Regions from separate parts of the Mus musculus genome. Here all the other regions are linked to region 1. The links are chromatin contacts, called in public HiCAR-type, HiChIP or PLAC-seq and promoter capture Hi-C maps. All regions are on one chromosome and are shown on one strand. Each heading gives the region's core, a stretch centred on a gene start, on an enhancer-like site or on the middle of the called end of the contact. The rest is flanking DNA. Distances are from core to core; before and after follow the strand shown.

Evidence for each region. Promoter capture Hi-C pulls out the DNA fragments that hold promoters and counts their contacts. HiCAR-type assays count read pairs that join an accessible place to other places. HiChIP or PLAC-seq counts read pairs in DNA pulled down with a chosen protein or histone mark.
Region 2: a contact with region 1 is called in a HiCAR-type map of astrocytes, with 5 times the contacts expected there. The contact joins the promoter of Ncoa7 here to the promoter of Soga3 in region 1. A contact is called at or near these places in 3 of 39 promoter capture datasets (cranial neural crest, hippocampal neurons and liver) and 3 of 115 datasets of contacts at active chromatin or transcription factors (astrocytes, embryonic forebrain and forebrain).
Region 3: a contact with region 1 is called in a promoter capture Hi-C map of hippocampal neurons, with 5 times the contacts expected there. The contact joins the promoter of Hint3 here to the promoter of Soga3 in region 1. A contact is called at or near these places in 7 of 39 promoter capture datasets (the 3T3-L1 cell line, cranial neural crest, frontonasal cranial neural crest and 3 more) and 3 of 115 datasets of contacts at active chromatin or transcription factors (astrocytes, embryonic forebrain and forebrain).
Region 4: a contact with region 1 is called in an H3K4me3 HiChIP or PLAC-seq map of embryonic midbrain, with 5 times the contacts expected there. The contact joins the promoter of Trmt11 here to the promoter of Soga3 in region 1. A contact is called at or near these places in 3 of 39 promoter capture datasets (cranial neural crest, hippocampal neurons and liver) and 2 of 115 datasets of contacts at active chromatin or transcription factors (embryonic forebrain and embryonic midbrain).
Region 5: a promoter capture Hi-C map of neural stem cells shows a contact between it and region 1. The contact joins the promoter of Cenpw here to the promoter of Soga3 in region 1. A contact is called at or near these places in 2 of 39 promoter capture datasets (hippocampal neurons and neural stem cells).

What each region holds. Positions count from the first base shown.
Region 1 is chr10:29,140,962-29,147,223 of GRCm38.p6, reverse strand. It overlaps Soga3 (SOGA family member 3), which reads right to left and starts at 3,228. Exons shown (of 7, transcript NM_026138.2): 1 at 2,789-3,228; 2 at 1-660. The coding sequence starts at 565.
Region 2 is chr10:30,800,536-30,806,797 of GRCm38.p6, reverse strand. Ncoa7 (nuclear receptor coactivator 7) reads left to right here and starts at 3,472. Exons shown (of 16, transcript NM_172495.6): 1 at 3,472-3,969.
Region 3 is chr10:30,615,729-30,621,990 of GRCm38.p6, reverse strand. Hint3 (histidine triad nucleotide binding protein 3) reads left to right here and starts at 3,625. Exons shown (of 5, transcript NM_025798.3): 1 at 3,625-3,788. The coding sequence starts at 3,639.
Region 4 is chr10:30,596,722-30,602,983 of GRCm38.p6, reverse strand. It overlaps Trmt11 (tRNA methyltransferase 11), which reads left to right and starts at 2,284. Exons shown (of 13, transcript NM_028604.3): 1 at 2,284-2,394; 2 at 5,179-5,244. The coding sequence starts at 2,323.
Region 5 is chr10:30,197,104-30,203,365 of GRCm38.p6, reverse strand. Cenpw (centromere protein W) reads left to right here and starts at 2,826. Exons shown (of 3, transcript NM_001109747.1): 1 at 2,826-3,005; 2 at 4,787-4,900; 3 at 6,140-6,262. The coding sequence starts at 2,886. The coding sequence ends at 6,166.

The DNA of each region.
Region 1 (6,262 bases), core at 1,979-4,478:
GCTGCGGAGCGCCCCCCTCCCGGTCCCCCGGGCCACCACCGGCTCCTCCTCCTTCCCCGCCCCCTCCTACTCCCCCGAGCGGAGGAGGTTCCCCGACTTTCGAGGGCCCGGATTCTATTTCCCGGGGTGCCTCTTCCGGCTGTCCGGACCTCCTGAAGCTCACAGAGGCCAGGATCGCCGCGGGGGACCCTTCAGCACCAGGCGCGGGCTGGACAGCTCCGGGAACAGCCCCTTTGGGTATGGAGGGCACCGCCTTCTCCGCCCCGCCTCCGAGTCCTCTGGAGCCGGTCCCAGAGGTGCTCCGACCGGTTATCTTGTTACCCTGCTGTTGCTGCTGCTGCAGCTGCTGCTGCCGAACAGAATTGAGCTTAGGGCCGACCCCAAGCGGGGACCGCGTGGCCCCGGCGGTCTGACGAAGAGAATTGTCCCTAGGCCTAGCGGGTGATTGAGCTCGCTGCTGCTTTCTGCTGCAGCCCTCCGGGTGCATGCGAGCCTCCGTGGCTGCGGCGGCCGCAGAAGCTGAGGTTGCGGCTGGGGCAGCGCCCCCGGACGGTGGCTGACTCATGGCAGTCTAGAAAGAACCTACTGGATGCCACTTGGAAGCGTCCATCTCTAGATCATCCTCTTCTCTCCTTTCTGTCACCAACCTTCCTGTGTAAGCTGGGATGGAAATAGAAGAAAAATATACAGTATGTTTACACTGTTGTAGAGCCAAAGGTCAATGTGCTGTACAAGGGAAGCTAGAGAGAATTATCAGACTCGGAAACCAAAGGTTTGATGGAAGCTTTGAGTAGGTGAAAGATTCAGGGCTGTAAGTCCTCACTTTGCCCAAAGTGGCGCTGTCTCCATCTTACTCCACCTCAGTCAAAAGGATCTGAAGGCAGCTAAAACTTGCACTCCCTAGGTAACCTGTACCTGGGATGGGTGAGGCACAGGTTCAGAAAGAAATGAAAGGTGAAGGAAATGGGGGCAGGGGAGATGAAAAGTGGAAAAGGATAGAAAGGTAAAGGAAGTGTTTAGATATTATAGTTGTTAAACAGCTTCCTCCTCTGACTCCAAATCTGTATTTTAAACCTAGTTTAGTGTGTGTGTGTGTGTGTGGGGGGGGTATTAAATTAGTATTCCTAATTGTCAGTTAAAGAAATAAGGCTATAATGTAAGATCCTAGAGAAGATTTTCCCTGGATAAATGACACTTTTCCCACTCATCCCCAGCCCTTAATGTTGTCTTCAGAGAATTTTAGCCAACTTTCTTTAGAATGGAACACACACACACACACACACACACACACACTGTAAAGAATGAATATGAATCAACCCCAAGCTCAAGAAAAAGCTGCTATTAAGAATTAGTTATAAGATTCAGTCATTGACAACCCAAAAGAGATTATTTTAGCAGCTTAAAAATACTTGTTGAAAAATTTGATGAACAGCTTTATCTACAGGCTGCGAAGTTTTTAATGGCGAATTTGTCCTCGCTTCTTCCTGTTCTGCACTTAAGGTGGACTGAGTTGCAAGTACAACATAGAAAACAGTTTTATTCTGAACCATCTCCTTAGATAGTATATAATAGACTGAGTAGAAGTTTTAAAATGCCCACTAGAGAAATAGCAGAGTGGTTAATTACATTGGCTGCTCTTTCAGAGGACACAGGGTCTGCTCCAAGCACTCAGGTGACATCTCTAAGCTCTCTGTAACTTCAGTTTCAGGGAACCTGATACACTCTTCTGTCATCCCTGGGCACCAGACCCATATGTGGTACACAAATATGCATGCAGGCAAAACACCCATATGCATAAAATAAAACCTAAATTTAAAAATGTTAAAATGCTCAGACATTCCTATGGAGCCAAATTCTGAAACAGAACCATGGAACACTATTTAACCAAAAGGCTGTTTGTCTTCCTTTAGGGCGGTAAGATACATTGTGTTAGCTTTCCAGTATAAACATACCATTTTAATCCAGAGGACAGAAAAGACCTGTGGATTTTCCTTGCTAGTGGTTCAGACAGCTAGTTCATTTGGCCCCTTTCCAAGAACCTCATTTACCTTTACTGGTAAAGCAGAGGAAGGTCACACACACACACACACACACACACACACACACACACACGCACACACACGCACGCGCGCACACACACACACACACACACACACACAGAGAGAGAGAGAGAGAGAGAGGGAGAGAGAGAGAGAGAGAGGGAGGGAGAGAGAGAGAGAGAGAGGGAGAGAGAGAGAGAGCTTTTAGGAGACATGGTTTCCCATTATTACTCTTATTGTCTGTTGTAAGTATCTCAATTGAGGATGTAATCATTTGTCCTTTCATAACGGAAAGGCACCCAAAACTCCTCCACCTTCCTTTCTCCCTCTGTAATCTCTTTTCAACTCCCTTTGTAATACAAAAATAAACAATGATTACTTCAGAAGGAAAACCAAAGTTACCCTCTGCTAAAAAGTCTGGCCTACTTTACCGTGGGTCAGACTAAAGTGGGCCACCCAGCTTAATTGTACTGACAATGCAATGTTATATTTAACCAAGTAGAACCACGCGGGAACTCAGAAAGTCACCAGCTGAAGCCTCACCCGCCCAGACTATAACCTCAACGAAAGCTTGGGTTTCATTAATTAGTTCCACAATCTAAGGAACCTAGTGTCTGTCACTTGTTCCCTGACAAAGTAATAAGGTAATGTATCTCACAGTTTCTCCAGTGGCAATATCCATCCAAGCAATGATAGTAAGGACCAAATCAACCCTTTTCATCTCAAATCCTATCTGTCCCAGGACCCACCCCGTTTCTCTTCGTGTCTTTAGAAATCCAGAAGATCTCACTTCTCTGCAGTGGCTTTTGCTTCCAGGAAGCCGGAGACCTCCGACTTTATTTTTCTACCTTTCAGAGAAAGTTCAACTTCCCAGCTTCCGTAGTGTTATAGGCGAATTTCTTCTGGGCGCGCTTGCTTGCACGGGATCCACACCCACTCTGTTTCTCCGAACAAAGGCGACAACCACAAAGACTTAGAGCTCTGGGAGTTGACTCCTAGCCGGCGGTGCTTGGCTGGCTGGGCTGCAAATGCAGCAGGCAATACCCGGGGTGCCAAGCAGTGCCAGACTCTTCCCCAGGAAGTGCAGCGGTATTCATGAGCTGACCTCACCGGACTGGGCTGGAAAGAGGGCGGGATTGAAGGGAAGACAGGAGAGAAGTAACCGGAGTGGTTGCTTAAAGAAGAAAGAGAAGGATGGGGAACCAGGGTAGCGGGTGGGAGGCAGAAAGACAAAAAGGCAAGAGCCACGCCCGAGATGCAGAATTATTCAGCCTGGCTCATCAAATTCCTCTCTCCATTTCCATTTCCTGTATTTGGCAGAAGACTCCAAGACCGCTTAAAATCGGATGCCTTGGCTTCCTGCAAAGCTTTGTCTCAGGTCCGATCAATCTCCATCAATTATTTACTTGAGCTCTTTTCCTTGGGAAGCCGGTTGGAGCATCCTGCACCCTCAGCCTGACCCAGCGGAGTCTCTAGACGCAGCTCTTAGAGGCGCTGGCGCGCGCTTCCGGTACTTCTCTTTGTTCACTCACTTTAATGCTCAGTCAGTCTCTCCATGCGCGGCTCCTTCCCCACCCCCAGCTCGGGCGGAGTCCTGGGATGGCTTTTCCGCGAATAGACAATGCTCGTCAGACCCGCTGTCCCACAGACAAAGGGTTCTTGAGGAGATAAGGAGAAATGACTAATTTAGGGCAAACTGAATAAATATGTGCTTCCAGGGATGTTTTAAGTGCATCTCAGTAGCACTGGGCACCATATTTTCCCCTCTCCTCGCTAAAGGCCAATTTCTTCAGTGAAAACAAACTGGTAATTTCTGAGATCCATTTTTTTTTTTACTGTTGTGCACGTGAGTAATAGTAGTCAGAACAAATGTATCAATAAAGAATCGTCTGATCTGACAATGAATTAAGAAAAATGCGTTTCCAGTTTACATTTATCCATATTGATTCACAGTAATAATACTCCTAATGTTTGAGGGGAATTTTGTTCTTTTTCCTTCCAATTTTATTTCAGGAGAGTAGGCTCGAGTGACTTACTTTAACCCATAGAAATCCCCTTGTAAGTTTGCAGGTCAGAATATATAAACCTGTTTTTAAAGGAAAAATTTGAGACATTAAACTTCTCTTACTTTATTGTGGTGATTTTGTAAGGACAAAGACTTAGATATTCTTCAACAGTTTCTAGCCTAGCGTTAATTTTAGAGCGAGACTTCATTTTAAACTAAATCCTGTCTTAAAAGTGAAATGGCTATTTGGAGTAAATTGCACAGAAGTAGCGAAATGAGAGCATATTTAAGCCCAGGTAATGTATACCCCCAGTGACATCGCTTATGTTATCACAAGGAAATAATTTAGGCTGTCAAACTGTTGCTATGGAGTGGTTTGTGGCCAGCACTGTCCAAGGTGCTGGGGATACAAAGAAAGTAGAGAAATCATCTCTGTGCTGAGAAGGCTCAAACATACTGGCAACAGTTGAGGTAACGGAGATATTGTTCTTATTCTTGAATACGTGGAAAGCCAGAATAGTGAATCCTGTGATATCTATGATAGGACTTGCATCGTTGATTAGAATAACAAAATGAAGTCACAATGTCACAAGCTATTTTGAGTTTGTGTTCAACAGTTCCTCATTATGTACCACAATGTAAGTTGCAGTACTCTGTGTGTGTGTGTGTGTGTGTATGTATGTGTGTGCGCACACGCACACTTCTTTCCTTTTGATGCAGGTCTTTGTATGTAGCAAGGGGTAACCTGGAGCCCAGGATGGATGATCTCAAATGCATCTGCGTCCTGAATACAAGAATTGAAGTTGTGGAGCACCACACACAACTATCTAAATTGCAATATTTTTAAAAAGAATATTAAGATTCATATATCCCACTCAATGAAAATTAATAAAATGCATAAAATATCTCTTAGGCCAATCTTTATAAATAAAGCATTCTTACACAAGTAATCTAGAAGCATAAAAACAGTTCTGCTTGCCTAAGAACTTGCTTAGACATATCCATTTCAGTGTTTATTTCCATGCAAACAGTATCTTTTATTCTATGAACATCTAATAAAATCAAGAATGCTTACATCAGAGTTCATATGCCCAAAAGGGTAGTTTTCTACCTTAGGATTGTGCAGTCTCAGTGCTATAAGCCATTGCAATATGGGATGAATGGAAACAATGCTGTCAAGCCTTTAAACTAAAGGTTTTTAATTAGAGTCGTGTTTTGGTTATCCCATTATTTACTGGTTAAAAATTACACTTCTGCATGGGGCTGGAGAAATTTTGAGTTCTTAAGTTCAGTTGCTGCTCTCACAGAACAGCTTATGACTTGCTACAAAACCAGTTTCAGGGGACGTGACAGGCTCTTTTGATGGCATTACATACACCTGGCACCCATATATGGACACACATAAAATAAGAATAAGAAAACATTTGAAAAATATGTACTTTCTATTAAGCAAACACCAAAGATGAGTTTGCAGATTTCTTCATAGTCCAGAAAGGCTTTGGAATTATTTTTGCTGTTTCAGAAATAGGTTACCAACTGACCTTTTATTGTTTACTTGTAATAATGAATCATCTTTTCTTCTTTTATTGGATATTTTATTTATTTACATTTTAAATACTATCTCCTTTCCCAGTTTCACCTCCTGAAAGACCCTATCCCATCCCCCCACCCCGTGTTCCTCCACCCACCCACCCATTCCCACCTCCCTATCCTGGCATTCTCCTTCATGGGGCATTAAGCCTTCACAGGACCAAGGGACTCTCCTTCCATTGATGTTCGACAAGGCCATACTTTGCTACACATGTGGCTGGAGCCATGGGTCCCTCCATGTGTGTATTCTTCGGTTGGTGGTTTAGTCCCTGGGAACCCGGGGGAGGGAGGTCTTGGTTGGTTGGTATTGTTGCTCTTCCTATAAGCTACAAACCCCTTCAGCTTCTTCATTTCTTTCTCTAACTCCTCCATTGGGGACCCTATGCTTCAATCCAATGGTTGGCTGTGAGCTTCTCTCTCTGTATTTGTCAGGCAGAGCCTCTCAGGAGACAGCCATATCTGGCTCCTGTTAACAAGCACTTCTTGGCATCCACAATTGTGTCTGGGTTTGGTATCTATTTATGGGATGGATCCCCTATGGGGGCAGTCTCTGGATGGCCTTTCCTTCAGTCTCTGCTCCACACTTTGTCTCCATATTTCCTCCCATGAGTACTTTGTTTCTCCTTCT
Region 2 (6,262 bases), core at 2,223-4,722, 1.7 Mb before region 1:
ATAAGACTATAAAATGATACAGTACACTGGAAACTAATTTGATAGTTTCTTATGAAATTGAGAAGACATTAATCATATAACCAAGCACATGGACCCTTAAAATCTTAATGTCTCTGGATCCTCAGTGTTGGGATCACAGGTATATGGCACATCATCTGGTTTCTTTCATGTTTTCTCAAAATCAAGACGGTATCTTAGTGAGCCAATAGGCTAGTGGTTCTAAACTTTCCTAACACTGCGCCTTTTAATACAGTTCTTCATGTGGTAACCCCCAACCGTAAAATTATGTCATTGCTATTTCATAACTATTTTTCTACTGTTATGAATCATAATGTAAATATCTGAGTTTTCCAATGGTCATAGGTGACCCTGTGAACAAGTCATTTTGGACTCCCAAGGGGTCACAACTCACAGGTTGAAAAACACTACACGTGAGGAATGATCCCAGCTTGTGAAAATGAGCTGCTGCCTTCGACCTTGTTAATTATCTCTTTGGATATTTGTAGAGGTTCATTAACCTCTTTAGATGTAGTTGCCATCAGTGTCACTGACAGCCTGTGTCAACCAGCCCAAGTCCAAGGATGAGAGAACATGTATTTCTCTCTGAGCTAGACATAGAAGGATAGTTCTAAATACCATCACTCCAAGAGTAAACTTTCTAAGTGGTAGTAACCTCAGCTTTTCATACACTGCACAAATTTCAACTCAAACACCTTTGCACAGAAATATACATCACTGTCAATATTTCAGTGAGCCTAATTAATTCCCCATTTCTCTCTCTCTCTCTCTCTCTCTCTCTCTCTCTCTCTCTCTCTCTCTCTCTCTCTGTGTGTGTGTGTGTGTGTGTGTGTTTGTGTGTGTGTGTAGGGCAGAGGAGGACTTCTGGTATGTTCCTCTATTATGATCCATCTTATTTTTTGAGACCCCCTAGCTTTTCTGTGAGCACTGCGGAGTTGATGCAGGCTGTGTAGCAAGCACTTTGCCAACTGAGCCACATTCCCAGATTCCTAAGTTCACTACTTAATCAGGGACCCTTATCAGCAAATGGTTAAGAGCCATATTTAACTATATTCTTGAAATTCTAGTTCCATGACACATGGCCAATATTGCGTTTTAAAACAAACACTAGCCATATTCTTCAGGGCAGAATTATCTCTAGACAGACAGGTAAGAATGATACTATTTGCATATTGTCATTGATGCTCCCTGCCTCTCTATTTATGTAAAAGTCTCTATATAAAGATTATTTGCCACAGAAGAAAGAGCATGTCTAGTGCACTTAAACTGCTGCACCCTAATTTCTCCCCTTTATCAGAGGAAAAACCACTTTTCTTCATGTTTTCCACAGGCTTCAAGCCCCAACAGTTCATCACTTTCCACTAGCCAAGTACAGTGAGAGGTGCTATGGAGATCGTTTTATTTTAATCAATTACTTTTACTAATTAGAGATAGGATTTTGCTATGTAGCACAGGCTGGCTTGAGACTGACAATCCTCCTGTTTCTGCCTTCCTAAACATTGGCATTACAGAAATGGACTATAGTGTCCAGTTCAGGGATACAAGTTTTGAAAAGAAAACTTTTGTCACCCTAACACATGCTATTATAATAATAGCTGACTTCTATTGATTACACATTCTACATGATACATACTGTTCATGAATTACTTCATTCCCTGTATCTACCCTATGAAGATGGTGCTGCGATCATCCACCTTTGAAGATAAAAGCATCAGTTAGAAATGTATCCAAGGCCAGCACATGCTGAAGCTGTAGTCCAAAGGCAATCTGTGAATTCTTAAGGATTATCATGCTCTTATGTATATATTCTAATAGTATTTGATCTAGCTGCACCCAAATTACCTCCAATTCTTTCTGTATATCTTTCCTACCCATTGAAATCTGGCAAGCATTCCAGAAGAATTCCCTGTAATAAGGAAATGTTGGGTCCTGTGTTGTCCAAAAGGCAATCACAAGCTTTATTTGTCTTTTTAGAACTTATATGTATAACTAACAGACTGGAAGTCGTAACAATTGTATTTCATTAAGTTTGAATGAACACATTTGACTGATGGGTACTATTCTGGATAAGAGGGATGTAGACGATGCTAATTCCGATTTCTGTGTGAAGACAAGACTCAGATGAATCAGTCAATACTCAGAAGAATCAGTCAATACTCAGTCACAAAAAAGAATGACCAAAGAATCTTTAAATTAGAAGCACCCCCAATCCCAACCATTTGAGTACAACTCCCCATTCTATTCAGACTTTCACTTTAGTGACAAACTATCCTTAGCATGTGATCCATCATGTACTTCCAGGGGAGATAATGAAGACAGTGTCATTGTTTGGCATTGCATTGGAAAACTTGGGGAACACTCTATCAGCAAGTCACCACTTTGAACACATACTCAGTTATACTTTTGCCTAAGAGAAAAGAAATCAAGGCCTATTTTATTTCTCGTCAGAACCTTGGGTTCATAGGCACAAAAGGGTGCTGACCGAGTTAAAGGGTGGGAACAGTACCTGCAGCAGAGCCTGCACTCAAGGTTGATACCAAAAGGGGTGTAAAGAACACAGAAAGAAGTGTCTCCTACTCAAAGCATAAACATGCAAACCCGATGTCAGAATTTACAGATGGTCAGTGCAAAACCAGGAAGTGATTCCATATTTGCATGACCATGTAACATCATCTGCTGCTGAAATCTCAGAGTCATGGCTGCTAAGGGCTTTGCTCCACCCTCCAGAGAGACTGGCAGTACCAAGAAGCAGCAGCAACCTGGGGAAGCCTCTATGTACTGTGTGTGTTGATGGCTTAGGACACACCTGTCACACACACACTTTTTTCTTCCTGTATTTAAGAGTGATCTTCACGATCAGATCCTCCGAGTCATCTTGCAGTTATAGCCACTGGACTGTAAAGGGAACAGCGTCCAATACAGGTTGGAAGCTCACAGAAACAGGGCCCTGGGCTCATACAAAAAAAAAAAGAAAAAACAAAAAAACCTTCCCACTCAGCTGCTCTCCAGCCCCAGCCAAGAGCCAGCTGAACTGCCCGTTGCTACATCGCATTGCCTTGGCTATAAGGTTTACAATTGGGCAGCTTATAGGATGTTGTACCGGGGACAGAAGAAGACAGTGGGCCTCTTTGCCAAAGGCAATGCTGGAAATGACAGAGGATGAATTTATGGTTGCCCCTAGTCCTAGAGCTGGAAGGTGAAGTAAAAGGACTTTAAGGCTCCAGCAAGGGCTCTAACTCCACATGTGCCCATAAGCGCTAACTTCCCTCCAAGATCCAGACAGGAGCCAGCTAAAAGGGATAAGATTAGGGGCCAGGTAAGCAGACCGTACTCGGTTCACTGACTGCCTGACCATCACAGCGTCACAAATGGCCGGGGCCTGCGGAGGCCGCGCGCGCAGCTCTCCGGGGCGGAGCCGCTGGGCCCAGGGTTCGGGGGCCCGAGCCACCTCGAGGCTGTCCAGCCTGCGGCTCCGAGGTCGCACGGGGCAGGCAAGATGTCGCAGCTGCAGCCCGCATCGCTAAGGCGGTCGGCTGAGCTCCCGGGTCCCAGCCGCAGCAGACGAGTGCAGCGCGCGCCCCGGGTCGGGCGGAGCTAGAGGCGGGCGCCGGGCTGGCGTCGCGCCACCGCAGCTCCCCGCCTTCCGCCCAGCTCGCGCCCGGCGCCCTGACCGTGGGTGCTGCTGCAGGTACCTGGGCGAGGCCTCGAGCACCCCGGCGGCGGCTGCTCGGGCCAGATCGGCACTCCGGAGCCCTTCAGGAGCGCACCCCGCAGCGCCTGACGCCTCCCTTAGCTCCTCCTCGGCGGGCGATCCCCTCCCCGGCCCTCCCCCTCCTCCCACCCCGGAGGATGCGCTTCCCAGCGCCCAGCGGCAGAGGCCACGGCTCCCAGAAATGCGTGCTCCCGAACCACTTCGCCCAGACCCGCGGAGCCCGCGCCCCCGCCCAGTAGGTAGGTCGCCGAGGCGGGGCCAGGCCTTGAAGGCTACCGGCTGCTGATGCTGCGGCCAGGAAGAACCGGAGCCTCCCTCCTGGGCTGCCGAGGTGTACTAATGGCGCTGGGCGCAGCCCCCGGGGGACCCGAAACGCTCTGCTTGGAACGTTCGAGGCCGAGCCGGGGCGCAGGGCCACTGGACCCTCCTCGCTAACAATCAGGGGACCCTCGGTTGGGGGCTGGGAGAGCTTGGAAGGATAGGTTGGCGCGGAGCTTCTTTGAAAGGAGACCGTTGCCTTTTTCTCGAGCTCAAGTAGATTGTGTCATTGCATTTTTAAAAAACAGGATCAGCAAATGCGTTCTTCCTGTTCTTTTTGCTAAAATGTAGACGACCACGGTTGTTGTTTTAGAGGTATTTAGGGGTGGTTATGAATTTTTGTGTAATTTACAGCTAGCCGAGTGGTATATAAAGTCAGTGGTGCAAACACTTTAACATTTTGGGTGTCAGTTTAAGGAAAGTCTTTCTAGAAATCAGATTACCTAGGTAGGTGATGGATGAGGCTGGCGTGTTCTCGTAGGATAAAGCTGACTGGAGCCAATGGGTTTGAGAGCTGCAAGTTTGATACAGGTGTCGGGAGTTGAGACTCTGAAAGATGCGCCAGCAGAGGCAGTCTTGTCTCCGGCCTCGCCTTCAACTCTGAGCTGACCCTTGCTTTTCTGAGAATCTGGTTGAGTCTTTTTTTCCTGTTCTTGAAATAAAAGTAATACATTAGGGCTTTTAATAAAATTGTTTCCTCTCAGGCTGCCGTTTTGGATTTTACGTTAAGCAATAAGGTTTAGAATTTTGAAAAAATTGTTATTGTAAGCTCCAATTTTATAAGCACTATTTCAGATTAAAGATTTTGGCTAACTGAATCAATATAAATACTAAGAGGACAGAATCACCATCATTACCAGGTCCTCTTCCCCCTGCTACTCCTCGACCACCCCCCCCTTCTCTTCCCATTCTCTAATTCCCCAATGTTGAATGCCTTATAGCTGTTTGTTGGTTATTTGTTGAATGAATGAAATTGTATTTCAAGATACACATTGTATATAACCCAACCATTTAAAATTATAGTATAAGATTGTTGTTGTTGTTGCTAGTGCAATTAACTGTATTTTAAATAATTGCTTCTTTCTATAAACAGGCTAACTTGGTTATTTTTCATTGACATTTCCGGCGTCAACAGCAAGGCTCTGTTAAGGTTCCCTTCGTGTCCACTTTCCAGTGTTATAGCAATTAATACCATTTCAATTTTACTTTAAAAAAACAATTTAGAAGGCAGAATTTATGTTTAAAGAAATCTATTAAGTTATTTCAGAAGGAGCAGTGATCTGGTTAATAAGTAACAGGTAACTTGTTTTAAAGTTGAGCTGTGGTTTATTTTTAATATATATATATATATATTGTTAAAGCTAAAGAGGGAAACAAAACATTTAAAAGCGTCTGTGGTTCCAAAGTAAACTCATATATATATCATATAGATAGAGATTTATTTATTTATTTATTTATTTATTTATTTATTTATTTTTGATGCTAGGAGCCAGATCCAAGATTAGACTCGAGGCTTCTGATGTATTGGGCTAATCCTATTTGAGCAACATCTTCAACCTTAGAAATGGCATTTTAGCTATTTTCTCTATAAATTGAGGTTTTTAGATGATCCTGTGTCTTTTCTGCTTGAAAATGTTTAGGAGAAAAAGACAAACAAAACAAAAACAAAAAATCCGTTTCTGTTTGCCTTCCATTTACACTGTGAGGGTTTGGGCTTTGGCATTTGTTTTTCTGTCACATAATGTAGTGAGTCATCATTAACTTCTTTAAAAAGAAAAAAAAAAGGTTTGTTTATTTTTTATCTATGTGAGTACACTGTTGCTCTTAAAACATGCCAGAAGAGGGCATCAGATCCTATTCCAGATGGTTGTAAGCCACCATGTAGTTGCTGGGAATTGAACTCAGGACCTCTGGAAGAGCAGTCAGCATCTCTCCAACCCCCATCATTAACTTCTCTCCTTAGCACATGTATCAGGGAACTCATTTTCTTTCCTTCTCCCACCCTAATTTCCATGCATCATCTTCCTTACTATCCAGAATATTACCCACAATCCTATTTTCACACAGTGGTAAATCATATAGAGTACTATTTCTTCTCTAATCTAGTTGGATTGTTTCAGATAGGTGAAGAAAAACTTTTAGATAAAAGGTAGGAAGACCAGAGGATATTGTGGGAAGAGAAGGTGTGATTAAACCAATTTGTATGAATAATGT
Region 3 (6,262 bases), core at 2,376-4,875, 1.5 Mb before region 1:
TGGGGGGTGGAGATTGAAAGTCTTGAACTGGGGACATGAGAGAGAGAGATAGACAGACAGAAAGAATGAATAAGACAGAGGTGTAAGGGGAGGTGCCGATACTAAGGTCTATTTCCCTAATTGGTTGTTGATTTGTTAATAAAGAAGACCAGGAGCCATTTGCTGGGTGAAAGGTACAAGTGGGACTTCCGAGTCCCAAGAAGAAAGGCATATGAGGGAAGAGAGGGGCTTTTCAGCTATGCCTTGGAGGAAAAGGGACACTGAAATCATGTAAGGCCTTGGGACAGCTGGTCCCTGCTATGGGAGGGTAGCCAAGGATGTGGAGGAGAGATGGGGATAATTAATTGATGAGGGCATGCCTTTTTAGGCAGGAGATTCTGTGTGTGACCAGAAACTGTCACAAAAGGCAAGCTGAAAAGTGACAAACTGTATTTTTTATGCTCAGATGCAATGGTGGGGCTGGTAATGCAACCCATCCTGGGACAAGGGTCATGGGAGTGGGCTGGTGGTGCAGTCTACTCCCTGAGCAAGGAGGGTAGAGAGTGAGAGATGCCAAGTCAGTGCTGGCAGCCTGGCAGAAGCCAGAAGGAACAAAGGGAGCCAGGAGGGGTCAGAGCCCCATCGCAGCTCCTGGGCAAAGGCAGTATTGTGTTTCTAAAACTACCGGCAACACAGAGGGAATGAGAGAGGGGGAGAGAGAGGTGTGGCCAGGGCTTTATATGTGCCATACCTAGTGGAAGTGGGTGATGGCATAAACTACTGTGGCTGAATCACTTAAAGGCAGGTTGACAAAGCAACTAATTTACAATACCCTCTTCTCCAATGATTCTAGGCTGTGTTAAAATGACATAAAACTAGACAGCACATATACCGTTCCTTTATATAAATACCAGAAACAGCTGGCCTGCTATGTATGCAAACAAGACCAAGACATTTATTTATTTATTTCAAGACAGAGTCTAACTATGCAGCTCTGGCTGCCCTGGAACTCACTTTGTAGACCAGGCTGGCCTCAAACTCACACAGACCCATCTGTCTCTACCTCCCAAGTGTTGGGAATAAAGGCATGTACCACTAAGCCTGTAGGGTATTTTTAAAATTAGTGATTGATGTGGGAGAGTGCAGCCCACTGCAGGAAGGTGATCTATAAGTTTCTATAAGAAAGCAGGCTGAGCAAGCCATGTGGAGCAAGCCAGTAAGCAGCACTTCTCCATGGCCTCTGCATCAGCTCCTGTCTCCAGGTTCCTGTTGGGTTCTTGTCCTGACTTCCTTAGATAATGAACAGTAATGGTGGAAAAAAAAAACCAATAAACCCTTTCTTCCCAAAGTTACTTTGTTCATGGTGACTCATTGCAGCAGTGGTGAGCATAACTAGGAGTGTATTTATATAAAGGAAACCTTTTTGGTCTAAGACATTAAGCGTTTTAGAACTCTTACAACGATAAACAGCCTATACCCATCAGCTCAGTTGATATAGCATCTCAAAGTAACATGCCCAGAACAGGATGCCTGATCTTCCCTGACCATCCCACATCTGTTAGTCCCACAGTTTTTCACCTTGGTAAATGGCAGCTTCAGCCTTCCAGTTATTAGACCAAAAATTCTTATTGTAGTCCTTGACTACTATAGAGTAGCAGAGTTACTGCTGGTACATATATGAACAGGAACAAAAGATAATTTCTGTAGAGACTGCACTCATTGGAGATGAAGGAGTAAAAATAAATATATACCCTAAGTTAAATGCATAGGGTTAACATATATGTAGCATGCTACTATATAATTTTAAGTATGTGGGAAAGGACTTGCAATAGAAAAAAAATAGAGAAAGCTAAAGAGGAAGGAAGGGGCTAGACCACGGTTGCAAGGTTAGTCAGAGTTGGCCTTACTGAGGAAGAAACATTTTGTCAAGGAAGAGAGAACTGAAAAACTTTTGCCCTATAATAACTGTGTGCAAACATCTATCCCAAGACAACACCCATATGGAAGCATACAGACAGGGCCCTAAATGCTTAATTCACAATATCAGGCTCTGGTGTTTGTTATAGCCATCCCCACCTGCCCCCATACAAGGCTCCTGACCCTTACCACTCATAGCCTTTACTAAAAAAGCACTTCTGTTTGTGACTGTGCAACTCTCATAACTCAAAAGTGTTTTCCCGTGGGATCTGAAAATCATTCTTTTATTCATCAGACTGTTGTGAAATGTCTATGGGAACATTTCCACTATGATAGCACCAAGAATAAAGGATGAAACTCCTGTCCTTACCAAAGCCAAAGTCAACTCAAAAGCTTTCAATATCAAACAAGCAGTTATGAAAGGCATCTACAGATCACCCCCCCCCCCACCATGGCCCAAGAGGCAGCCCAAGTACTCAAGTACCTACATGGATAAAGACATACAGCTACTGTGTGTGTGCATGCATACACACACCATAAAAAAGCAGCGTGATATGAAAGTGTAAGAACAGACATGGAACATGATAATATTTAAATGTGTCAAAGTCAAATTTTCTGCTTCTGAGTCCTGCCTCAAACTTGTGATGATCTGAGAAGCTATTGTCATGATTGCACACCATATGGTTAACTACAAAGGGAATTAAATGCAACGTGAATGTGCATGTACTCTTACTTAACTTACGTTACTGTTTCAGATTACAAGATAATTCACTTAAAATCACTACTGAGTTTAAAGTCACACTAAGTGTTATTATGGGTTCTAGAACTAGACATTTATTTGAATTTTATCATTTGGGTAAGTGGTAAGAAAATAAGTCTGAATCTGTCTCTTTCTGTAGACCTGTAATAAAATAATCAACCTTGGGAGTTTTCACAATTAGAGAAACAGAGTATTTGGTGCTCAGCAAATGCCATGTATTGTAAAAAGGTGAGATCACATCATACTTAAGAACTGATACTTTTCCGCGCATGATTGTTCCCAAAGGGTTTCTCTCCCTCTCTTTCCTAAATAGCCGGGAATACAAGAGAAAATTGTTACAATGAATCAGGTGACCTGGCAGGGAATTTCTCAATTACTACCTTTTCTCTCCATATGACATATGTGTGATAGGAGACCCTTTCGATTTACATTGTACTATAAACAAAAGCAAACATGTAGAGACCAATTTGGCCGGGTTTGTTTGTTTGGTTTGGTTTCAGATCCTAAAATTACTGTGGCTGAACAAGTAAGTACACAGGAAACTCGGAAATTTCACTTTGCCAAACAAGGCTCTCTATACGTTTGACTCATCCTCTCATACCCTTAAAAGAATCGAATTTCTATACTCTTTTTCTTTTGTAACGGGAGTGTAATACACTATAGGGACGTGAAAGCAATATCCTTTACACTTTAGATGAATGTTACCAACCCCTGGATAGGTCTTCCCGTCAGAAAACGCCTTTGAGCAGTGGGCTCCTGCGGCTGCGCTGCTTTCGTCATCACGGAGCGCCGGGCTTGCCCTCTGATCGTCGCCCTTTTAGAGGCCGAGCTATCTGGTGTGTCCCATACCCAGAGTCTGGCCCTGCGCGTGCGCAGACTCCGTGTCACTAGGCGGGCCACCCTAGGGCGGCGATTCCAGGTGCATCCGCCCGAGGCGGGCCTTGCGCACCTCAGCTGATCCTGACGTCGCCTTTCGGCCGCCATGGCTGAGAAGCAAGCGGGCTTGGTCGGAGAGCCGGATCCCGAGGGGTCCTCGCCTGGGACCTCGGAGTCCTGGAACTATGACAGCAACTGCGTGTTCTGCCGCGTGGCGGCGGGTCAGGAACCCAAAACTGAACTCTTTCACTGTGAGGTGGGCGGCGACAGGCCGGGTGGGTGGGGACCAGGCATCCAATCCCTGCTCGCAGGCTTCTGTCTCTGCAGACGAACTAAACAGTGACTGACTTCTGTCAGGGACCCAGAGGTCTCCAGTGTTGCCTTTGCTGTTCAGTAGGGAGAGATAGCAGTGATAGAGCCCAGCATTCTCGCCTCCCTCGCATGCATTTGCAACACAGCAGCATCCTGTGTCTTTACTTTTATTTTAGGGAGTCTTCCTCTTCTCTAGATAGTAATTTTAAAATTATGTATTCTTCCAGTATCGTTAGAGAGCGTACAACTTGCTGAAAACAGGTCTTGGACGTGGTGAAGAAGTGTGAATTTGACTGAAATGGGCTGGAATGGGGTTTCAGGACTGGGTCTGAAGTCGAACTGATACTTACAGTTAATAGCTTGTAAGAATCTTCCTTATCTACCGTGAGAGCCTCATGAACTACTCCCCTTTTCGTTACAAGATCTCGACAGGGTTCAAACCTGTGCAGATCAAGTGTAGTTAATCATACTTGCTGCGAGATCGGGAGAGCAACAGTCATGTCATGCCTGGAAATTCCAGAAAACTCTCCCTTTCCCCTGGGTCTAACATTTTTACATCTCATCATCCTTCATAAAGAGTTAATCTTTTGAGAGAGATTTATCATCTTGCATTTAAAATTCTTATTACACATATATTCATTGTAAACACAGGAAATGATTGCACTTATATAAGTTGTTGATATATAATTATACAAATAAGAGCAGAGGAAATTATTTGTTTTGGTATAATCAGGGTTGCCAGCATCATGAAGAATTTGTTTGAGGAATCTTTCCAACAAAAGTCAGAGATGATTCTTTGCCTCACAGATCTCTGTATGGTTTTCTTACTGTATTTTTAGAATTCATTTAAGCAAAGGGCATATCACATATTCTTAGCAGGGGGCTTACCAGTACCAAGGGCAGTGTCTTACTCTTTGTGTATGAGTCTCATGGCATTGATACGAATTATTTTTAAGGGGCTCTTAGAAATAGCTGAGTGGTAGTGGTACATGCCTTTAATTCCAGCACTCAGAAAGGCAGAGGCAGAAAGATCTCTCTGTTGGAGGCCAACCTGGTCAATGCAGTGAATTCAAGGACAGCTAAGGCTATGCAGAGAAATCCCTTGAAAAACAAAACAAAAACAAACAAACAAACAAACCAAACAAAAACAGAAAGAAAGAAAGAAAGAAAGCTAGCTAGCTCTTAGAATCGAAAAATGAAACAATGTTTGAGAACCCACAGAAGTGTTGCTATGCCTGAATTCATACTTAGCAATATTAGCTGATTTAATTGCTCTTTTGCTAATTAAAATTGTTAACACCTTAGATACCATGGCTTTAAGATGCTCTTTCAAATGGACTTGCTTGTTTTAGATATAAGGGGACAGTTACTGGGAAGAAATTATTGTAGCTATATAAAAATTAACTTTTGAGAATTATTTGTTAGGAAATATTGGAGGAACTGTTGAAGCAGGTCCTAGAATAGTCTATAAAAATTACAACTGGAACAGCATAGTAGAACATTACACAGGGTAGCTTTTTCTGTTTTGTGCTTTAAAAAAAAAGACTAGCCTAGAAATAATTTCATAGCAGTAGTAATTCTTTACATTCCTTTTAATAGGCATTCAGTGCTTTATTTTATAGTTTTACCAACATTGTTTCTGAGTTAGAGACAATTGGCTTCTCTTCAGTATTTTGCTCTGGGAAGTCATACTGTAAAGAAGCCTGGTGGTGGTGACACATACCTTTCATCCCAGCATTTGGGAGACAGGGACAGGAAGATTTCTGAGTTTGAGGCCAACAAGCTCCAGGATAGTCAGAGCTACACAAAGAAACCTTGTTTTGAAAACCCCAAAAGGAAAGAAAAAAGAAAAACTGGCCAGAGGTGTAGCTCAGTGAACTACCAGAACTTGCCAGGCATGTAAGCATGTTAGGCCCTGGGTTTGACCACCAGCACTACCAAAGGGGAAAAAAAAAAAAAAAGAAAAGAAAAAAAAAAGAAACAAACACACACAAAGATTTAAAAAATACATACATGTATATACACACATTATTTTTGGCACTCTATCTTTGGGATTGGATTTTTTTTCTTTTTTTTTTTTTGGGGGGGGGGTTGGTTTTTTGAGACAGGGAAAAACCAGAGAAAGTGTAGCCCTGGCTGTCCTGGAACTCACTTTGTAGACCAGGCTGGCCTCAGAAATCTGCCTGCCTCTGCCTCCCGAGTGCTGGGATTAAAGGCGTGTGCCACCACGCCCGGCGGATTTTTTTCTCTTAATAATGGTTCAGTAGTACAATAGAAGGCAGTAAAATCACAGAACCATTTTCAGTATTTTAACATCTTAGTAAAAATGCAATTAAAAGCTAACTGAAATATCCAGTTTCTTTGCCTTTAAATTTAAAAAGTTTATCTATCATGTTGGTTTATGTGAACATGTGCATA
Region 4 (6,262 bases), core at 1,035-3,534, 1.5 Mb before region 1:
GTTGTAGAGGTTTAGTTATCAGCATGATGGCATGCAGGCAGCTCTGGAGCTGTAGATGAGACATGTATCCTGATCCAAAGGCAGAAAGAGACACTGTCTGTTCTGGGCTTTTGAAAGCTCAAAGCCCACTCTTAGTGACACACTTCCTCCACTCTTCTTCATTAAGGCCACCCCTAGTTTTCCTAATCGTTTTCACACAGTTCCACTCCCTGGTGACTAAGTACTCGGACATATGAGTCTGTGGGTGTCATTCTTGTTCATGATGATACTGTTAAGATATGGTCAGGGGCTGGTGAGATGGCTCAGTGGGTAAGAGCACCCGACTGCTCTTCCGAAGGTCCAGAGTTCAAATCCCAGCAACCACATGGTGGCTCACAACCATCCGTAACGAGATCTGACTCCCTCTTCTGGAGTGTCTGAAGACAGCTACAGTGTACTTACATATAATAAATAAATCTTTAAAAAAAAAAAAAAAAGATATGGTCAGTTATAAAGTCCAGCAATAACTGCATATCTGTGTTAGTTTTCTAGTCAAGTTTCATAAATGCAAATGAAGAGAAATCCTAAACTAGGTGTTGTGCATAGGCCTATAATTTCAACTCTCAGGAGGGGGAGGGGTGAAGAGCTTGACAGTTTTAGGTCAGTCTGGAATATATGAAAACTAGTTTAAACAAAAATTAACTTAATATTTTACTGAATTTTCATTTATGTAGTCGTTTGTAAAAGTGTTCTTACATTTTTGAGTATTATTCTAACAACTAAAATAACTTACCTTTTAATTATCAGAATGATTTTTATTTTGACGGGGGGGGGGGGGGGGGAGGAGGGCGGGGTTCAAGGAGAGGGGCTCGATAGTGTTAAGGATTTGGCTCTTGTGATTATAGTAGTACTTCCTTCAGAGTCAGAACCCAGAAAGGCAGATAGATCCAACAGAAAGTCCTTGTAGCTGGTTTGTAGGTACTACACTAGAGAGTGGGAATGCTGGGAAGTCAACGTCTATCCATCTCCTTGGCCCATCTCACTGCTGGGTAAAGCTTTTCAGGTGTATCCTGTTAGGGTAGGAGTGCCCATAGCCAGGTGAGTGAGTCCTCATCGATTCTCTAGAAGGAAACCCAATAAACTCATTGCTCATTGGAGTGAACTTTGGTGATAATGTGCCTTGTTTTGTTCTTGGGATTTTGGTAGACATGGTTGCTGTTGCTTACATTGTCCTCAGTGAAAGGATTTTTAACAACACTAACAAAGGCAAATCTCTCTTTAAAAAAAAAAAGCAGAAATTCTCATTTAAAACAACAAAAAACATTTCCCAATGCTATTTATTGGTCCCATGCAATAGAGTATACGTTGAAGTTTGAATATTGTAACACCTAGTACTTATAGCTATTATCTGTAGGATGCAATACTCCAGTTCTTAAAAGAATATTGAAGCTCACAGATGTTACAAAATTCGCTGAGAGCATAGGGATAATAAATGGAACTGAGGTTTGGGTAACAAGGGTCACCACTGTCTGTGTGCTGGCTGTCTTGATCACTACCAATAAGCATCAACTATATTTCTGGCACAGGATACTTGTATATGCTGTGCATTACCAAGGTGGAACACAAAACCCAAAAATACAGGCCTCAGCAGTACAAAGGGTTCAGTACTTTGAGCAGAAATGATACTTGTCGAGCTTATGTATAGGTAGCCATGTCTCTTGCAAACTGTTATGGTATTAGGCCCATCTGAGTAATTAGGGTAACTTTCACCAATGTTTTTAATCTACCACTGGCTGTGGATTTACTGTGTGCCTGGAACAACATAGCATAATTACGGAGTGCAAGTCTGAGGAAGGCTTTTGTTTGTTTGTTTGTTTCCATACAGAGCAACCCGAGATGGGTCCTTGACAGCTCTTGAAAAATTTTTGCAAAATCACTAAAAGTACACTCAGTGTTCAAGCAGGTGAGGCTGAATCTCGAACGATTAAGAGTCTACACTTAACAGTGAAGTTTTGGTCCAGTTTTGAGCTGAAGAACAGAGGGAGGAGTCAGAAGAACACTCCAAGTGGAGTATCCCTGGGGAACTGCGCGGGATCACTGCAGCCTGCCTCTTAAAACAATGCATCTCACAAGGGGAGCGTGCTAGGGTAGCCACAGACGGTGGGAACACCAGGATCTCACTCTTGCCCTTAGCGCCCCTTCCTAGAAAGTGCCACCCGCCAGTGTTCCTTGTCGTGCTTCCGTTTCCGGCTCCGGGATGAGGCTCGGCGGAAACTTGGCTCTAGGGAGGAGGAGGAGGGGGCGGGCCCGTGGAGGCCGCGCAGGCGCACGGTAGTAGCTGCAATGGCGCTGCCGGGCTCCTTGAATCGCTATCTCTTGCTCATGGCACAGGAGCATCTGGAGTTCCGCTTACCGGTGAGCCGTCCTGGGTGCTGGGCGCAGAGGCTCGCACTCCTCACGCGCCGGCTGGGGGGGGGGGGGGTCTCTGCGGGCAGCGGCGCGCGCCTGGATTGGGGCGGGGATGAGGCCGCTGGGCGGACCATGTCCCCGGCAGCCTTTCTCCAGGACGGAGCCTTGCCATTCACCCCTCTGCACGTGCTCCTGGCGCCGCAGTTAAGCAGGTGAACCTGACCCGACGCAGAATGGAGACATCCATGGGGGCTCTCGGTGGAGTGTGAGGAGTGTCGATATAGGTTCAGGCATGATGGAAGGCTTGGGGTGGAACTTAATAAAGTTGGGGAGGGGGAAGCTTTTTTATTTACTCAAGTGACATTTTCTACAGCGCCTGAAGTCGCGTGCACCGAACGGCAAGGATGCGCTGACTGACAGCTCTGCCCTTAAAGAGCGTAATGTTTACTTAGGCTCAGGACTAGCGGACGCGAGAGCATAGCCATAACTTTGTGAAGTGCAATGATGGAGGGTTCTTAGTGGGAACCTTTAAAGTATGGGGGCCTTTTAAAAAGGGAATCTTTGTCCATTGATGAATGAAGGATGTTGCCTTTCAAGGTGGGGGTGACATATGAGCTACAGTATTAGTTACCGGGGCCAAGGAAATAAGTCCATTAGAAGTATAAACTGTTGTTCGTTGCTCGTCACCAGCTACGTAGCAGAGTGGTAAAGAGAGAGAAGTAGGCTGATGGACCAGAGAAAACAGACTTGAGGACACTATAGCTTGGAAGAGGAATTAAACAGTTTAAAAGTAAAGAGGCAGAATTAGATTGTTTTTTAATAGAAAGTAAAATGAAGGAAGGACTCGAGAGCAATAAGACTGGAGTTAATAAGAATCTGTTGGAATATTAAATGATTAAGAAACTAATCTAGTGTCAGCAGTAAGAGAACAGGATAGAGTGGCAATGTAGGAGGTGAGAACAAATCTAGATTGTGATAAGCATTTCATTTTTCTGCGTAAGAAAACCTGGAAAGGATGAGATTTCTTCAACTTCATGTTTAAAGAGTGGTGAGACACTGGAACTGGAGAGTTGGCTCACTGGTTACGAACACTGCTCTTCCAGAGGACCTGAATTTGGCGCCCAGCAGCTGTGTCAGGATACTGCCTACAGCCATTGGTAACCCCAGCTCCAGGGGTGCCTACACTTCTGGCCTCCGTTGGCACAAGGCCTCCCTTACTTTTGTGAGTGTACCCACAGGTTTTAAAAAAAAAGTGCTAGGCCAAGTACAGATGCTTGGAAGCTTGGACATTAAAGGAAAACTGGCAGGAGACATGCAACATGTCAGACATAAGGACAGAGGTTTCCTCCTCCTTACGGGGATGAGTAGGAGTGAGTGTATGTGTTTTGTGGCTAAGATGGAGGTTCTGTCCCCACCTCTTACACATCTTTTCATTCTGGGATATCCATGCAATTTATTTTCACCATTCACCCCCAATTCTTGCTAAAACCAAACACCTTCTAGTACAAGAAACAACTTGATGCATACATACCCAAAGAGAACTAGAGGTGGCATTTGTTGCTCACATCTCCCATTGTTTGTGATTTGGAGTAGGAAGTGATGGTATCACTCCCTCCTGATGGCCATGGTCATGGTGTAAAGACCTTCTGGAAGGGAGGGAAGGAGAGTGTTGGCAACCAGCATCGGGGACACTTATCTTCTTAGTTACTTCCTCATAGGGCCAATGTGGAGGGATAGAGTTCACTTGCTATATCTTATTTAAGCAATTGGTCAGTGTGACAAAGCAAGGTATTTTTACAGTCAATCTGTGTTTATCAGAACAAAGAGGTTGCCTGAAGGATGTATGCATTTGATCAAATTTCCTCATGACATGCATGTTACATTTAAAATGTTCACTCTGGGCAGGTATAGTGGTACACTCCGGTAATCCCAGCGTTTGTGAAGTGGAGGCAGGTGAATCGAGAAGTCAAGGCAGCCTTGGTTATATGACAATCTTAAAAACAAACAAAACTGGTGTTAACTCTTTCTAGTTTTATTACTACACTGAAAGGTTAGCCATGTCCTTACACGTTTCAAACTCACAATTATGCTCCCTAGCTAATTATTTCTTTTTCAAACATCTTCAAATCATGTTTAATAATTCATTCTATTTTTTTATTGTTGACTATTTTATTTACTAATCTGTAGCATCTGTAAAAAAAAATTCTTTACTTCCCTAAATCAGGACAGAACAGTTTCTGATGAAATCCTTTTGTAGCTCATGTATAAAATCTCTCAGGTCTATGACCTAATAACCATGGTTAGGACTATAAAAATCTCAGAAGTCTATGTTACAATTGCCTGATGCTGACAATTGCAATATGCCTCAAGTAGATATCCCCTTCCCCTTTCTTTCTATCATTAGACCTGCTTTTCTCTGCAGACTCAGTTTAAAGGATTGAAAATGCACATTAGTCACTTGTCAGAAGTAACCTGACAGAGCAGAGCTTTGTTTTGCCTCATGACTTTGGAGAGTGCAGTTGGAGGTGTAGCAGAGTGGCATGGTCTGAGGCTGGGTTGTGAGGAAGCGGCGTGTCCACACACTAAGAAACATGGAGTGGGTCGGAATCGTGGGAATAATTCTCAAAGCCTGCCTCTTAGTGGTGGACTTAGCCACGGCCTCCTAAATACTCTCCAGTGTTCAAAGTAATACTTCAAGCTAAGCACTGACCTGAAAAACATGAGCCCTTGGGGGACATTTCTGCCTCAGACCGTAACAAACATATATTTTCTCTATGTTTTTCAATACAGGAAATAAAGTCTTTACTATCGGTGTTTGGAGGGCAGTTCACTAACAGTCAGGAAACTTATGGAAAGGTAAGGTGATTTTATTTATTTATTTATTTATTTTTAAAGGGAATAGGAGGTGGTTTATTTTGGAGCCATTTTGAATGGTTATGGCCTGGGAACACATATTTAGGTTACCCCAAATTCCGTGTTGCAATGAAGCAGTTCTCCTGGTTTTACAGAACAAAGGAAGTCATAAATTAAGGTAAGCTGAAATATGTCCTACTATACGTCAGAGAGGTGGTTTGTAGCAAGATGCAGGAAGCATCTTTACAGGCCTGAGATGCTATCGGACGACATCCTTAGCTTTTGCATGGCGGGGCAAGCGTTTTTTATCTATTAGTGCAGTATGTTAGTTTCTACACAGAGACGGGGAGGATGCTAAAGGAAGCCCAACACAGGCACTGCAGTTCTCATCAGTCATTGGTCTCTGTGGACACAGCTTCTTTCCTGAGTTCTTGCTCACAGTTGCCCCAGTTGGCCAAGCCTCACAGTTGTGCATACAGGGGCCAGGAATGCTCATTGCCAGTGTCTGTTGTAGATGCGGCTGAGAAACGGTCAGGGCAGCTGTTTTCAGGAGAGGAATAGTGGTTAAGATCTTTAACCAAGAAACTTGTGGATTATATCAAAGTTGTAAATCATCATGATCCATCAAGATGTACTTTCTTTCCTTTTCCCGTATCTGTTACAGCATTTACGTGTGACATGTGCTTAAGTAATTAAGAGCACTGTTTGGCGTAACAGAGTGGAGGTAACAGATGAAGGAACATGCATTTAAAATACCTAGAATGAACGTATGTTCAAGTAGATTGACTGTGGCTCCTCCTATATTTACAGCTGCTTGTGCTCTGTCTTATGCGTATTTGAATGGTTAGAAATGGGACTTCAGAAGAGTTTCTGTAATAATAACCCCCTTTTGAGTTATTTTAATCCTTGCTAATTGTACTATAGGACATTTTAGATACTAATGGAATCAAGAGCTTTCAGTACTTATTATTAGAGATTGGTATCTTTTGTATAATCTGGATAAAAAGAGTTAATCCAAATT
Region 5 (6,262 bases), core at 1,577-4,076, 1.1 Mb before region 1:
GAAAGTGGGAAAATGCCTCAAAGGTATGGGCACTGAGGAAACATTCCTAAACAGAATACCAATGGCTTGTGCTGTAAGACCAAGAATTGACAAATGGGACCTCATGAAATTGCAAAGTTTCTGAAAGGCAAAAAAGACACCGTCAATAAGACAAAAAGGCCACCAACAGATTGGGAAAGGATTTTTACCTATCCTAAATCTGACAGGGGACTAATATCCAATATATACAAAGAGCTCAAGAAGCTGGACTCCAGAAATTCAAATTACCCAATTAAAAAATGGGGTACAGAGCTAAACAAAGAATTTTCAAGTGAGGAAAACCAAAGGGTTGAGAAGCACATGAAATAGAATGTTCAACATTTTTAACCATCAGGGAAATGCAAATCAAAACAACCTTGATATTCCACCTCACTCCAGTCAGAATGTCTAAGATCAAAAGTTCAGGTGACAGCAGATGCTGGCAAGGATGTGGAGAAAGAGGAACACTCCTCCATTGTTGGTGGGATTGCAAGCTTGTACAACCACTCTGGAAATCAGTCTGGCAGTTCCTCAAAAAATTGGACATAGTACTACCAGAGGATCCAGCAGTACCTCTCCTGGGCATATACCCAGAAGATGTTCCAACTTGTAATAAGGACACATGCTCCACTATGTTCATAGCAGCCTTATTTATAATAGCCAGAAGCTGGAAAGAGCCCAGATGTCCCTCAACAGAGCAATGGGTACAGAAAATGTGGTACATTTTCACAATGGAGTACTACTCAGCTATTAAAAACAATGAAATTATGAAATTCTTGGGCAAATGGATGTATTTGGAGGATGTCATCCTGAGTGAGGTAACCCAATCACAAAAGAAGTCACTTGATATGCACTCACTGATAAGTGGATATTAGCCCAGAAACTTAGAATACCCAAGATGCAATCTGCAAAATACAAGAAAATCAAGAAGGAAGACCAACGTGTGGATACTTAATACCTCCTTAGAATAGGGAACAAAATACCCATGGAAGGAGTTACAGAGACAAAATTTGGAGCTAAGACGAAACGATGGACCATCCAGAGACTACCCCACCTGGGGATCCATCCCATAATCAGCCACTAAACCCAGACACCATTGCATATGCCTGCAAGATTTTGCTGACATGACCCTGATATAGCTGTCTCCTGTGAGGCTGTGCCAGTGCCTGGCAATTACAGAAGTGGATGCTCACAGTCATCTATAAGATGGGACACAGGACCCCCAATGGAGGAGCTAGAGAATGCACCCAAGGACCTGAAGGGGTCTGCAACGTTATAGGTGGAACAACAATATGAACGAATAAGTATCCCCAGAGCTCGTGTCTCTAGCTGCATATGTAGCAGAAGATGGCCTAGTTGGCCATCACTGGAAAGAGAGGCCCCTTGGTCTTGCAAACTTTATATGCCCCAGTACAGGGGAATGCCAGGGCCAAGAAGTGGAAATGGGTGAGTAGGGAAGCAGGGCAGAGGGAAGGTATAGGGAACTTTAGGGATAGCATTTGAAATGTAAATAAAGAAAATATCTAATAAAAAAAGGCAAAAAAAAAAAAAAAGAGAACATTTTTGATAGAATGAATGTCCTAGGAATCTGACAGAAGAAGTCAAGAAAGACCTAAAATGATGTGTTCATGGGGAAAATGACTGTGGTTTTGACCTGGAGATTTAAATGCAAGCGCCAGCAACATTTATGTCTTTCCTGTCTGATGAGCCTCTGAAACTTTGAAGAATTATAAACTTCTTGATAAAATCTTTTAATAGGATCAATTTCTTCCATATCTCTTAATACCATTTAATTGGCACACAGGTATTTAGCTGGGGATGCAGTGTACACACAAGAACAGACATTGCATTTTGTAGGCTTATTTTTTTTGACACCACAGTATTTTAAAGACAATATCTGAATTGGCTTGCAGTAGCCTCATTACTATATGAATGAAAATAAATATAAGATTATATGGCAAAAAAGAATATATAATATTGCTTCTGCTTTTGTGATTTTTATTGAATGCTTAGGTGCTCAAATGTGTGCTTCTGCCTCTAAATGCTTTCTTGTGGTTTTTCCTTGGCTCTTTTTCTTCTGTTTTTTTTCCCTCTTGTGATTGTTTTTGCTTTGTTATTTTATTTTATTACTATTTGTTAGATCCCGTTTTGTTTTCTGAGGAGAGACTGAAAGGGTATTGATGTGAATAGGAACAGAAATTCGGAGCATTTTGGAGCTGGTAGGAGAGGGGAAATTGCAATCAGAATACAGCTTATGAAAAAGAAATCTATTTTCAATAAAAGAAAAAGAAAGTATATTTGAAAGCTATAGGGAAATTAAGGGAGGGAACAATGAAGGGAGAGCATTTGTGAGGAAAATCTGGTGTAAGAAAAAAAGAATCTCATGCAAAGCCAAATGCAATAATATAAAAATATACATTGCTTATTGGTAATATCAAAAAATCGGGCCTAAGTTCCTAATAAAACACAAACTTCTTTCATTTACTTTCTTATTCATTAGAATCCAGTTGCTATATGGATAGCTTGGTGAGCACAGAAGGGTTTTACTGGGCTTATTGACTATTTTCACAATTTCTCATCCTTTGTATGGAACCAAGAGTCGAACTACAGCACCATAGAAAACTACAGACAAAAACAGCAAAGCAAGCCTTAGAGACCTTGAAGCAGTGGGTTCGCAGGACACACCCTTTTCCTGAGGAGTCCATCCTCCAGCCTGCGCTTCCGGTGCTGCGGTGGGTGTGGTTTTCAGTGACGTCACAGCCGTGCGCCGTCCGGCGGCCAATTCAAATCGACCACTCGGCGGTGTGGGGAGGCAAGTGGCGTGTCAGTCTGTGGTGAGCGGCCCTGACGTGCGACGGGCCGCGAGGATGGCGCCCTCCACCACAGTCACTAGGCGGGTAAAGCGCAAGGCGCCCCGCGCCTTCCTCAAGCGCACCTTAAAGCAGAAGAAGCCTCACCTAGGTCTGGGGAGGTGCTGCGACCTCCTGGTAAGTCCTGCTCTCTCCGCCTTCAGGCCCGCCGGCCACGACCGGCCGCGGAGCGCCCTGCCCCGGGGGACCGCGGAAGGAGGACGCGGAGCCCGTTCAAAACTCCCGCGGGAAGGCCCCGCACCCCCCCTTATTGCTTCCAGGGCCAGCCGTTAAGGAGACTGCCTGGCTCTGGGATTAGTTTAATTGATCCGGGTATGGAAGGTAAACCGGCTAGAAACAGATTTGGGCCCCTGCCTGCCTCCCCAGCTCCTGTATGTTCTTACCGAACCCATTTCTCTATGGCCGCTGCACTAGGTCCCCTACTAAAGTGATCGTGTAGATGTGGCGTCAAGTCTTTAAAACTTTCAAGACTCGTTTTTCAGACTCGTGTTTACCTGAAATATAGTGCTTTCCACTAATTAATTGGCCCAAAAATAAATAACAATGTTACAGCCTGAAAGTAAAATCAGTTTGTTTTCTGCCCTTTTTTTTGGGGGGGGGGGTGTTGTTTTGTTTTACTTTGGTTTCGTTTTGTTTTTTTTTCAAGACAGGGTTTGTCTGTGTAGCCCTGGTTACCCTGGAACTTGATGTGTAGACAAGGCTGGCTTCGAACTCAAAGATCGGCCTACCTCTGCCACCACCACTAACACTCTCAGTATGTTGATTTTCAAGGCAGAGTTTCTCTGTACCTGCCCGGGGAAGTCCTGGAATTCAGTTTGTAGACTAGGCTGGAACTCACAGAGACACCCCGGCCCCCAACCTTCATCCCTGCCTTTGCCTCCCAAGTGCCTGACAAGGGATGCAGAGCTCTTAACCACTGAGCCATCTCCAGATACTGGTTTTCTTGACTACTACAAAATTATCTACATTCTCTCTCTCTCTCTCTCTCTCTCTCTCTCTCTCTCTCTCTCTCTCTCTCTCTCTCTCTCTCTCCATTGCTGTTTTTTTCCACATCCCTGACTCCTTAGTGGTTGAGATAGCGTAAGTGAGCTGGGATTTCCGTGGAATACACTTTTGATAGTTTCTTCTGTTTTCCCTGGAGTCTAACAGAGAACAAAACCCACCTGATGAGGAATATCCAGGAGCTCACTAGCTGATTCAAGGGATTGTCAGGCCTTTCTCAAGTAGCTTAGTTTCCATTTTCTGTCCTGAAGTGACCCGTGGCTGTATGGACTCCGGTGGAGTGCTCTAGGTGTCAAGCAGAGTTGAAGCCCAACACTTTGTAGTGGTAGCATAGGGAAGGTCCAGTTGTTCGGCCAGTTGTTGTTCCCAGGTGCTGGTTTCCTGTTCTGTCACTCTTGTTAAACAGCTCCTGTTTAGGCTGTTGCTCATTGACATTTCTTTGCTTACAGTGTTCTGCTCTCCATTAACTTCATAATTATACCTGATAAAGCACTCCATGCCATTCATAAAGTTTGTACTATTTAAAGCAGCACGTTTTTCTGCATGACTACCATACCAGTTAGTTGTTGAGGCGTTAATATTCTTCCCAGTGTTTCAAATTCTGATGTGATCTCCCAGTGTAGTGTGCAGCCTTATGGGATGATTGTTCATTCGTCTGGGAACTGGGATCAGAAGCCGTTGTCTTCTTTATTTAAGCACAAAGCCCTGAAGCTTCTGAGTCATCCTTGTTTGGAATACTTGGTAACTGATATAAATAAAGAAAACATGTGCGCGATACCTGCGAATAGTGCCCTCACAAACCTGGAAGAAGCTGTGGGTTAGAAAGTTGTGAGTAATAAATTTATGTTAACAAGGTTTTTATATTATATAACCCTACTTGTGCTTTGCTTTTAAAGATCCATTTGAATTGCCTACTTTTTATTCAGCGATTGGCAGAAGAGTCCAGGACAAATGCTTGTGAAAGTAAATCTAGAGTTATCAAAAAGGATCATGTACTGGCTGCAGGAAAGGTAAAATATAAATTTTCTTAGTAACAAGAGTTAACTTTAAAAATACTGTTATGGCCATCATCTTTGTCTGATTCAAATACTTTTTATTTCAAAATACCTGTAGGCTAGCATAGTGCTAGAAGAGTTAGGATAGACTGTGAGATGTGCCAGCAAGGAAGGCTGTTGAACTTTGTTAAAATACACAGCATACTTAGCATTTTGTAAACTTGTTTAAGCACGTGATACTTTCTTATATAGTACCCATAGTACTATCTCTTTGCTGGCCCTGCCTTACTTGGGGAAGCCAAGGCATTGGACATGCCCTGGCAATTTTTATGAGACTTCTGAATACTCTTCAGTGAGAAACACGACAACTATTATATTCCAATTAAGGACTTTTCTGAAAGCAATGCAATGATTAAGAGCATGAAGAGTATATGAAAGTGTTTTCAATTTACACCCCTGGTTTTTTTTCTAAATATATAACATACTTAGCATTTTCAAAATTTTTTATTACCATTATTATTTGCCTGCATGCATGTGTGCGTGTGTTTGTGTGTGTGTGCACTTGTCAAGGCATACCTGTAGAGGTCAGGGCAACTTTTGGCAGTTGGTCTTCTCCACAATGTGGGATGAGACACAGGTCATCAGCCTTAGCAGACCCAACCCACGGAACCTGAGGTCTATTTTTCTTTTTAAACTGTAATAGCCAGTTTCTTTTACATTTTTATTTTTATTTGTATAGTTTTGAAGCTAACTTAGGGCCTCATCCTTCCAGAATTTTTACAATTTAATATTTCTCTTTGTTTTATTTCCGTAACATTTTATGTTTTGAAAATTGTATATGAAGCAAGTTATTCAATGTAAGATGACCAGCTGTTAAAATTCAAGTTTAATTGTGAGATGTTTTATATTGTGATGGATTTATACTGTTTGATACTACTTTATAGTTGTTTTGAGTTTGAGAACTGTTTTTTTTTAATACTTTAGATCATTAATTTGTTGGGGGGGGACGGGGGGATGACATGACATGATACCCAAAACCTGTTTTGAAATCAACCAGTTTGATACTTCGGATTATAATTGGCAAAGTTTGTGAATGAAAGTGAGTATAAAACCAGTTTGGGTAATCTAGAGATGTTTCCATTTATTGAGAGAGGTAGACTGTGCTAGAGAAATGTAGAACATTTACCTTGCAGATCAGTGATTCTGACTTGTTTTTCATAGCTATAATATATATCTTCATTTCCTCCCTTACAGGTAATTCTGAAGAAGAGCAGAGGTTAGGTGTCAGCATGTGCTTAAGCATTATATGATATGTTAATTTAAAACACTTTTATGTATCAGTTTATATTGTGGTTTATTAAAACATTGAGGAATTAT